3 separate regions of the Cyprinus carpio genome follow, and all the other regions are linked to region 1. The links are chromatin contacts, called in public Hi-C maps. All regions are on one chromosome and are shown on one strand. The core of a region is the stretch at or near the end of the contact, and the rest is flanking DNA. Distances in the headings are between cores, read along the strand shown. Region 1 holds the start of LOC109094963 (ski oncogene-like). Region 2 holds the start of dimt1l (probable dimethyladenosine transferase). Region 3 has its middle 14 kb from the start of LOC109068339.

Region 1 (3,584 bases), core at 462-2,961:
CCATGAATAGTTAGTAAATCTGAAATTGGTGCCAGTATAATGGGAAAACATAAGTTGGTATCTGAAGCAAAGATGCTAAATTGTTTGCCACTGCCGAGAAGTGCTAGTTTGCAGTGAATTACTTGATACTTGGGACAAATCTATAATTACTACAGAATATGTTTGTGATTAAAAGTTATTAATGAAATTGAAAAAAACATGGTTATTGGCAAGGTTATTGGCTATACTAGGCAGCAACTAGTAACACAGAAACTAGTTAGTTTAAAAAGAATAAACGGCTTGTTATGGACATCTGACACTTGCCGTACACTAGAACAAAACTTAAACCGTTCATCCTGGTGCAGCGCAATATAAAAAACTAGCTCACCCGTGATGCTTTCCGCTTGTATTTATTGGCGAAGTCAAATTTCTCCTTCATGTCATCCAGGAGCTGCTCCAGACGCGCTTTCTCCTCTTTCCCCGTGTAATCCGGGCTCAGGAGGACATATGCCCTCCAGTTGGCCGAGTCAAAGCCCCAATGGCAAGTCCTGTTCTCCAGCGATTTGTGACTGTGAACCACGAATTTCTGGGTCGGGTACATAAGTCTGCAGTCCATGCACTGGATGCAGGGCGCGTTGGGACTCGTGTAGAGCTCCGGGACCAGCAGACCCTTACACTTCCCGAAGCACTCGTGATAGATCTTGAAGCTCTTCTCGGTGAGTTCCAGCTCGATGGAGCCGTACAGCTCCTTCTTGGAGTGCGGCGGGTACGTTCCCCCGTAGATGAGCGCGTTGCACAGGCGCTCCGCGTCTGTCTTGGTGATGAGTCCGCAGGAGGGCGCGGAGAACGGCAGGATGCCCATCACCTTCAGGATCTCCAGCTGGTCGGCGGTGCAGCGCGAGCAGTAGATGTGTAGGTCGTCGCACACCGAGTTGATCTGCTGGAGCGAGAAATCCCGCAGCACCGTGTTAAGGATCTGCGGCAGGCACAGGCGCTTCTCACCGCCCACCACGAAGCACGAGATCGTCTCGCCCTCCAGGACCGTCTCGCACCTCTCGGTGGAGCGGTCGGACGGGATGAAGAGCGGCCCGGGCATCACCGGAGGAGGCTGCATGGGGGGGAGGTGCAGCACAGGCTCCGGGACGTCTTTGCCGTCCTTCTTGAAGAGCAGGTCGTGTTGCCATCTGGCCGAGAAAGCGGCCGGTCCTCCGAGAGAGCTCATGGAGCTCAGGTGAAACTGTTTGAGAGTTTGTTGCAGTCCCGGGTGAGGCTGGAAACTCTGTCGCGCTACTGTTTCCATGTTTCGAGCACCGCGTTGTCGTTGAAACCGAGCGTCTGGCGAGAAATACGACTCAAAGGTCCTGGTTCCGCGTCTCTAAATCCAAGTCTGTGAAAACAAGTACAAGAAGGCCGATAGGGCTTCATCAAATCCCCACTCAGACGAAGGTTTCCACCAGCGTGTCTTCTTCCCCTGCAGCGGGCTCTCTCCAGTCCATATCCACAGACAGACGCGTACAGAAAACTGAAGTGTAACAAAAGCAAAAGCCCGCAAGATGCAACAAAACTATCCCACGGGGGAGCCGAACTTGTCCCACGTCAAATTCAGGAGTCAAATACACAACCAGCCAACTTTAAATCCGTATTTTCCCCTGCGAGTAGAGATCGCTGCAGCCGGACGGCGCGTCTCCTCCGCTCCTCTGCCCCTGCAGTTCAGTATGACTGAGTCAGTGAGCACAGCCTCTCTCTCTCTCTCTCTCTCTCTCGCTCTCGCTCGCTCAGTGTTTGTGTGTGTCTGGCTCAGTCATTGAATCCCAGCCAAGAATGTGACTGACTCCGCAGGCTGTGGCTCTTCCAAGAAACAGCCTTCACTCCCCACTGCTGCAGAAACAATCACTGTATTTAAAATATCACTATTTATATTTACTTGATTTTTTTTTTTACTTTTTGTTTATTAATGTCTTATTTGCAAACTTTACTCCATTCATAAAAAGTTATCACATTATTCTATTTAATTTATTAACTGATTTATAAAATTTTATTTATTTAAATGACAGCTTTACAGGCATGAATGCCATCATTTACAATACTGTCTTAAAATGTTAAAAAAGACAACACAAAAAATAAATAGGCAAGGTAATAATATTGAATAATACATAGTATGTATGTATATATATATATATATATATATATATATATATATATATATATATATATATATATATATGCAATTAAGCTTAAAAAGTAAAACTGTACATTTGTGCAGTGAACATTTTAAATGAAAGTCACAGGGGGAGGAAATAAGAGCATTTTGCAGGCAGGTTGTATGCAGGCAGGCAGAATCAGTGGGTTGATGGGTGGAGTCTGAAACAGACACTCTAATTTAGACTGACTGCGGTCTGAGTTTGTAAGATTTGGTTTTCCTGAGACTTTTAGATTGAACTGGGAGAATACTGCTACTACATGACTAATAAACACAAATATGTTGTTTCACAATATTTGTATGATATGACAAACTAACTGTAATGTTTTGTCACTAATATCAAACAACTGGGTCAAGCACATCAAGCAATAATAATATTACTCATCACATCATCATTCTCCTCAAAATTATCATGTTTTTATAGTAAATGGATGATAATTATATAAAACAATATTCAGTGCCACTATTACAACATCTTGGGTTTATTTCACACAGACATCCAAAAATATTTATCCACTCACTTTCTGTGAATAGTACTGTGACCTATATATTTACCTCTTATTTTAATGTATGTATATCTATGAATGTTATGTCTGTAGATGGTAATGGGCCATATTTTATTCACATTTCCTGTCACACTACAGTGCTGTACATATGCCAATGATTTATTAATAATTCTTTTTAGATTGAGTCCAACGGCAAGCATGAGGTCAATGTAATCTGTTGCAGTAGCTCCCTCTAGCTCCAAGGGGATGTTACTGCAGGTAGATCACAATGGGACAAATGGCCTTGATGCATTGCATCAATTCACCAAATTCAACCAATCAATTTGTAAAAAAAAAAAAAAAAAAAATATATATATATATATATATATATATATATATATATATATATATATTGGTGCTACAGAAAAAAATATTCTCACATGTCCTGCTATGAAAACAAGATTCAATAAAACTGTATAATGTGAATAAATGAAGCTTTATCTGCATTCACTTCAGATATTCAGATACACTGAAACGATTTTCACTGAGAAAGTATTAAAATTCACAATTAATTACAAAAACAGCACTGAAATAGTATTTTCTTGTAAAACATACTCCAATAATATATTATGTAAATGTTAAATGTTTTATTTACAACTTCAAAAGATAATTTTTTACACTATAGCTCTTGATTTTCTACAAAAGTCTATATGCGATCTGATCTTACATCTTCATGATAATGTAATGAGAGAAGGGAATTTCCTTTTAACAGTGCCTTAGATTCCCTCTTTCTAATTTTTTTTTTTTTTTTTTTTTTTTTTTTGGATTTGCGTCATGGATTTTGGAAAAGCCCTGCAAGATGGACCAAAATATGATCATTAAGTCTCGGCTGTCTCTCACATTTTTGCACATATATGGAA
Region 2 (3,584 bases), core at 453-2,952, 200 kb before region 1:
GACATCAGATTCTGGTTACCATGCTATTTATTACACAATGCCTTTATGGTAATCATTGGTCGATCGACTTATGGTTGTGTTAGTGATTTTGTTAATGGTTCTTTTGCCTCATAAAGGTCTCACATATTCAAATCTGAATAAATGTTTGGTGATTTTATTACCTTGGTGAAAAGCTGGCAGGTGATAGCAACAAACTGGGACTGGTGAGTCGGGCCACACCTCTCTTGGACTGAGGATGTTCTGGGGTGGTCAGCGCTCGCTTCTGAGAGCCCTGCAGTCACAAATCGATAGGAATACATTTACATTGGTGCTTTTTACCAGTCTGGTATCAAAGAAAGCAAACGTCAATAAACTGGAAATTACAGCAGTTGAGCAGACCAAATAAACAATTTAAGTTTACTTATAAGAGCTGAGCTATACATGATTTTCTCATTTGGAATCAGTAATGCATTTTTATCTGTCCATCTACATTTCCATCAAGTGTCGCCTTTTAATCTGTCTCCAATTTTTCTTACTTTGGCAGGTGTTGAATAGGAATCCAGCATGCTCTCCTCTTCCTCTTCTGCACGGATTCTGTGAGACTCTGTTAAGAAAACTACTTTGATCATTTATAGTGAAAAAAAATTATTACATTACATCAAATTAAACCAAGCGATGATCTGAGTCACAAGGATACAGTTCCTGGATAGAATTGATGTCTCTTGTCTTGTTAAATTGGCTTCCCTTTGATGAGCCTTTAGGCTTTTTCTTCTTGTACAGCATCTGTAAGGAGCACATAAGCAGTATACAAATCAAGAAGGGAAGCATAGGGTGTCTTATTTATTAAGGCATCTCAGGAGATCAGTTATAATGTTTTGCACACTTGTACTAACTTCATGTTCAAACTGGTCCAGGTTATCAAGAGTGAGCGGCACCTGGCCTTTACTGGAGCTGAAAGCAAACCACTCAAATACGATCTCATCCCCCTTCAGCCTGTGACACAAACACTGCTCCAACACTACAATAGACAATTATTACAGTATATCACCATCATAAGAGTGTGTGTGTATGTATGTATGTATGTGTGTGTATGTGTATATATATGTATGTATATGTATGTGTATATATATATATATATATATATATATATACACACATATACATACAGTGAATTTATGAAATAAATTATATTAACAAAAATTAAAACAAGTAAGAAACTTGACATTTACTTTTATCCACAGTGTCATTGTTGAAGGCTATGTTGAAAGTATCCAGTTCAGACTTGATGTCCTCTGCAGTGACTGATGCCATTGTTGTTGTGTCCTCTGATGTTCAAAAATTCAGAATCTGTAACATTAGAACAGAATAAAGAAGATGCATACATGTTCCGAATAACAGATTTCATCAATCGCAAGGTTTGAGTCTCGCTGAATAAAACTGACCTGGCGCTAAACACAATAATTTAAGAACCTATTTTGCCTTCTAAATACAATTTTATTCAGCGGAATATAAAGCTCAGAATAAGAAAGTTATCTTCAACACACATTATTTTATCAGGTGAAAGCTTACCTTCTATATTAATATAAAAATTCAACTGTCATATTCCTCAACAGTCTTTGCATCACGTTCAGATTGCCGCGAAAATGTCCCCGCAACAACAGTTCTAAAAATGTCATTTCCGGTTCCTCCACGCGACCTCCACTACGCCAGAGGGAGCTTGAGGCGGTCAACTGAATTTCTATCACCGATCAGCTGAAAGGAGCCAAAGTTGCTACACGTGTTTATGATAGCGTGAACTTACTCACACATTTGTACTGTAAATTTCACAGTTTGGAATCTCAGACATTACTTTTCAAGATGCCGAAGGTTAAAGCTGAGAAAAAATCTCGACAACACCAGGAGGTGAAGAGTCAAGGTAGCTTAAGCTCGTGTTTTGTACCGCATGCTAACGTAACGTAAGTTACATGTCTAAGAAAATTAGGCCTGTTTTTCGGACCATAAAATATGTTTGCAATGTGATATAATTTTCATGACATTTAAGCACATTTTTTGTACCGCATGCTAACGTAACGTAAGTTACTACGTTTTACATTTGATGAGATCTCTCTCTCTCTCTCTCTCTCTCTCCTCTCCTCTCTCTCTCTCTCTCTCCTCTCTCTCTCTCTCTCATTTAATTTAGTGAGCATTTATTGGCATGACAAAAGTACATTTGAAAATATGTTTGCAATGTGATATAATTTTCATGACATTTAAGCACATTGTATTAACAGAAATAAAAGGAATAATAGTAATAATAAAAATATGTAAAAAGTATTAAGCATGTAGTGCAAAATGAATTAGTGTATGTATGTGTATAAGTTAGAAATAAAATTAAATAAGATAAAGTATTAGGTTTACAGAGGCAAAATATACATCTAAGTAATATAATACAGTAATATGGCATAGTATAATCTACATGTGCTGGAAACATCAGATCAGGGCAGATCTCTCTCTCTCTCTCGCTCTTTCTCTCTCTCTCTCAAGTTTAAAGTTTATTTGTTTAATTGTCATGCCAATAATATCACATGCCAAATTTTGGCTTTTTTTTCTTTGTGGGATATTATCGGGCACGCATGTTTAAAGTTTGTTAGAATCCACTGCTCATAAACAATAAAGCATTAATGTTTCTTGATCTGTTTCAGGAATTATGTTCAATACTGGTATTGGTCAGCATATTTTAAAGAATCCTTTGGTTGTCAACGGCATCATAGAGAAGGTCAGTAATGTGACTTTTTCAGTCAAATGTTTCATTTTATATTTCTAGCAATTCATCTTTCTTCTAAAGAAAGTGACAGCTCTCTGAATGTGTCCCCACATTGTAACAGCACAAAATAATCGGTGTGTTGATATAATACAAAAATGTATTTGCAGGCAGCATTACGACCAACAGATGTGGTTCTGGAAGTTGGTCCTGGAACTGGTAACATGACTGTCAAACTTCTGGAGAAAGCCAAGAAAGTAAATATGTTTCATTAAATGTTTATTGCTGGATTTTAACTAGTGATTCATTTGTTTATTTTTATTATTATTTCTCCCCATAATTACTTCATTTCCAATAATTAACATTTTACATTAATTTCAAAGGTAGTTGCATGTGAGTTGGACACCAGGCTTGTCGCTGAGCTTCAAAAAAGAGTTCAGTGCACGTAAGTGTTTTTCGTACACATTCACTGCCACAGTTGTCAAGACCTCAGCACCTGTTTGATTGAAAAAATCTGTTTTCAATGCAGTCCAATGCAAAACAAGCTACAGATCCTCATAGGGGACGTTCTCAAGACAGACCTCCCTTTTTTTGATGTCTGCGTGGCTAACTTGCCTTATCAGGTATTGGTTTACCGATTTGTTTCTCCTTGATTGCTGTAGATCTGTCTTCAGAGTTGCTGGTAACACTTTACAATAAGGTCCTATTAGTTAATGTTAGTTAATACGTTAACATTCAGATTTCTTATTGTAAAGTGAGTTTTTTTTTTTTTCTCTAGATATCATCACCTTTCGTGTTCAAGCTGTTACTTCACAGACCGTTTTTTAGGTAAGAAATTGGAGAAACCCTTTTTTTTTTCTCAGGC
Region 3 (3,584 bases), core at 344-2,843, 140 kb before region 1:
TGATGTCATCAATCTGGCAACCTGCGTGTGCGTCAAGTCTGAGGAAGAGGGGCCGGGTGAAAAAAACCCTCTCCAATATTTTGAATTTGGACTGCAATACCTAGTTCAACCACTCGGTGTTAATCCTACATACAGCACCTTTAACAATCCAATGTTACAGATTTAAAATGGCTTGGGAATGCTAAAACATAAAATTAAGTATTATATATGGTACTATTTTAGTTTAGAAAATGAGTGTTCTTATGAACACCAGTAATCTGAAGTGTTTGCTAGCCAGTTAATCATTCAAATACATTTTATACATATGAGATCAATTTAAATTAATGCATCTGGCAGACACTTTTATGCAAATATTCTATATATACATACATTCATACATATATATATATATATATATATATATATATATATATATATATATATATATTTATATATATATATATATATATATATATATATATATATACATACATATTTCAAATCATGCATTCCCTGGAAATCAAACCCATGACCTTGGCATTGCTAGCACCATGCTTTGTTTGTATTATTCATACATATTCACAACATGGTGAATAACTTAAGCACAAATTCCTAAGATTATATTACAGTACTCATATAATGTTACTTCAGGATCCCGGGTGTTTAAAACATTTGTGTTTAAATAAATATGTAAAATGTCTGAGTATTTGGTTTAATTTAGCTAAAACTGGACACCATTTTTATCAGAGAAAATGAATATGATAAGATAAAATATTCTCTAAATTAGTTTTTTTTTTTTTTTTTTTTTTGTCAAAAGACAAACGATGACTACATAAAAAAACTGAAAATAGTACTTTTAGGTAAAAAAGTTTTTTTTTGCTTTAGTCATATTTTTAGTCATTATATAGACAATATATTTGATTAAGTGCACTGTTGCAGAAAAGGTGTATTCTCTCTCTCTCTCTTACATAGTGTTTTTTGAGTATTATTTATATACTATTATAGTATTTATATTATATATATATATATATATTATATATATATATATATATATATATATATATTTCATAGTTTTAATTTTAGTTAATGATAGTATATGTTTTATATGTTTTCCTCAGCCATAGTGATCTGTAATGACATTACTGTAATTACTTTAATGGCTTCAACTCCACTCAGGGTTTTCCATTTTCGCTCTTCACTTGCTTGACACTATGCTGAGAGAATCCCTGCTCCGAATACTTGTCGCTTCCTGCTCCGCTTCCACTCCACACTACAGCTATTATTACATTATTTCCTAAATGGTGTGTCTTTGGATGTGTGATTATGTGGCTTACATGTACGTATGTGTCTCTCAACCTCTCCACCAGGTGCTGCTATTTGCTGAGCAGATCTGGCCTCCAAACCCAAAAAGAATGAGGTGTGTGTGTCAGAAAGAGCAGGAGAGAAGGACAGATAGAGAGATTGAGACCGGCTGTAGTGTGTTCTCTTCTCATCTGGATTGAGTTAACATTCCAAACTCACAGACACAGCAACCGTATCCCAGTATAGTCGAGCTGTGCTCTTACAACTTACAACAAAGGTGTATGTGTGTGTGTGTGTGTGTTTTGCATGCATGCAACCGCATTTGTGTGTGAGCAGGAAAACCTCTCCCTTCACTGTCTGAGTTGGTTCTCCCACGACACTCCTTCCTAAACATGCCACATTCCTTCTTCTCATCCATCCTTCTCTGCCATGCTGAGAAAGAAGATAAGTGAAGCGTTTATGCTAGCATAATTGTAGAGCAGAGCTACTGTTTAGGTTGTGAGTAGTCACATGGCTGTTGCATCATAGTTTATTTAAATCTCAAGAGCTTGCAACCAGAGGAAAAAGATATTGATATATAGATAGCGATATTGCTTAATTATTGTTTTGTCATTGCTGAGCAGGGGTTAAATTAGACCAAAATATGGGACACTGATGTGACATAGTAAACTCTCAGTAGCAGTTTTGAGTTGTGTATTCTCACAGGTTTTCAACTCTAGACTGCTTGTGTCAACAACACAATTTATATCACTGGACCAACATGTACTATGTAGAATTAAGTGATATCTGTTTGTCTTTATCTGTATATATGTGTGTATATAATTTTTGATTCATTGCTCCATTTTCTAGTAAATATTTGTATACTACTTTCACAATTTTTTTTATAATATAATATAATATAATATAATATACAATATAATATAATGATCTTTAATTGTATTTCATTCTGTTATTTTTATTATTTTAATAAAATAATAATAATATAATTTATAATATAATATAATATTTAATAAAATAACAATAATAATATATATATTCTATTCAAATTATTATTAATTTGTGTTTTATTATTTGATATATACCACCAGATTTTAGGGTTCCCTCATCTCCAAAATCCTAACTGTACCCTTGCTGCTGATATTTCTGAGGAAAAAGAGATACCAGGCAGGGTCAAAGGTCAACCTGTACAACACTTCCAACTTGCCACCTTAATCTCTTGTTTGAACAGCATGTGGCTGTGTAGGTGTTTGTCGTGCGGGTTGTGACTATCCTGGTTAATAGGGTCAGTGCTGTAGGCAAATACTACTGCACCCTACCCTCTCTCTCTCTCTCTCTCTCTCTCTCTCTCTCTCCAACAGCTGTGAACTTGAACTCTTATTTACCTACGTGTGTTGAATTACACACTGCTGCCTCACACACACACACACACACACACACACACACACACACACACACACACACACACACACACACACACACACTTACAAAAGCTCACTCAGCAGTGGAGATCTGGAGTGTTATAGACTTCATATACATTACTGCATTAAGAAACATTAAATTACAATCATAATCTGATGTTTTTTGTTCATAGGTTATTGTGCAGCACATTTTAAAACATATCTCACTTTAAATGCATATTTATGTGCTATGGTTTACATATATACCTTGGTGACAAATTTGGTGAGCTAAATATGACAGAACCTCCCTTTATAAAGTTAGAGTTTGGGTGAAAGTTTGGGTATAAGTACTTATAATTAATTCCATATAAAAACATAAATGTCTATGATACATCATCATTTAAATAGGTAAGTAAGCATATGTGTAGTAAGTGTGTGTGAGTGCTTGTGTGTGTGTGCTGTCATGTCCCTCTTGGAGCATATTTGATATTGGTCCTGCTCCAAATTATTTTACAGTAAATAATCTGATGACCTGTGTGTGTGTGTTGGGTAACAGCACTGTAGTTTCATGGTGTCAGCTTACACGTACAGGTCTGCACACAGCAGGCTTCAGCTGTGCTTGGCTCTGAATTCTACAGATACTAGAGAGAGCAGAGGACGTATGATGAAGCAAGACAGGAAGAGTAGGGAGGAGAGAGGAAGAACAATCAAGAAAAGACGAGAAGAGGGAGCAGGAAGTCTTGAAAAGCTGAAAGTAATGGAATAAAATGAAGGGACGGATAAACATGGTGAAGAAAGGAGTTCAGAAACGAGCCATCTCGTGGTGAGTAAAGGGGTGAGACAAGAAGGTGAAAGAAAGATGTAATTGGATCAGAGGGATGGTGGGTAAGGAAGGGTTAAGTGTTC

The links. A called contact is a pair of places that touch in the nucleus more often than the background predicts.
Region 2: a Hi-C map of skeletal muscle shows a contact between it and region 1, with 2.3 times the contacts expected there. The contact joins the promoter of dimt1l here to the promoter of LOC109094963 in region 1. A contact is called at or near these places in 2 of 8 Hi-C or Micro-C datasets (liver and skeletal muscle).
Region 3: a contact with region 1 is called in a Hi-C map of skeletal muscle, with 3 times the contacts expected there. The contact joins the enhancer-like site here to the promoter of LOC109094963 in region 1. A contact is called at or near these places in 2 of 8 Hi-C or Micro-C datasets (liver and skeletal muscle).

The regions. Positions count from the first base shown.
Region 1 is chrA8:8,865,020-8,868,603 of ASM1834038v1, forward strand. LOC109094963 (ski oncogene-like) reads right to left here and starts at 1,712. Exons shown (of 7, transcript XM_042761959.1): 1 at 368-1,712. The coding sequence starts at 1,279.
Region 2 is chrA8:8,667,954-8,671,537 of ASM1834038v1, forward strand. dimt1l (probable dimethyladenosine transferase) reads left to right here and starts at 1,703. Exons shown (of 12, transcript XM_042761951.1): 1 at 1,703-1,894; 2 at 2,661-2,734; 3 at 2,890-2,976; 4 at 3,103-3,164; 5 at 3,249-3,342; 6 at 3,498-3,547. The coding sequence starts at 1,837. It overlaps LOC109080204 (DNA polymerase alpha subunit B-like), which reads right to left and starts at 1,696. Exons shown (of 19, transcript XM_042761950.1): 1 at 1,549-1,696; 2 at 1,209-1,326; 3 at 873-997; 4 at 677-762; 5 at 516-573; 6 at 162-271. The coding sequence starts at 1,290.
Region 3 is chrA8:8,726,503-8,730,086 of ASM1834038v1, forward strand. No RefSeq gene overlaps it. Among protein-coding and RNA genes, the nearest start is that of LOC109068339, 14 kb to the right of the region's middle. Within about 2 kb of position 1,594, at least 1 of the 8 cell types and tissues checked has an H3K27ac peak or open chromatin away from gene starts, as enhancers often do. A contact at or near this core is called in skeletal muscle, where this site is marked.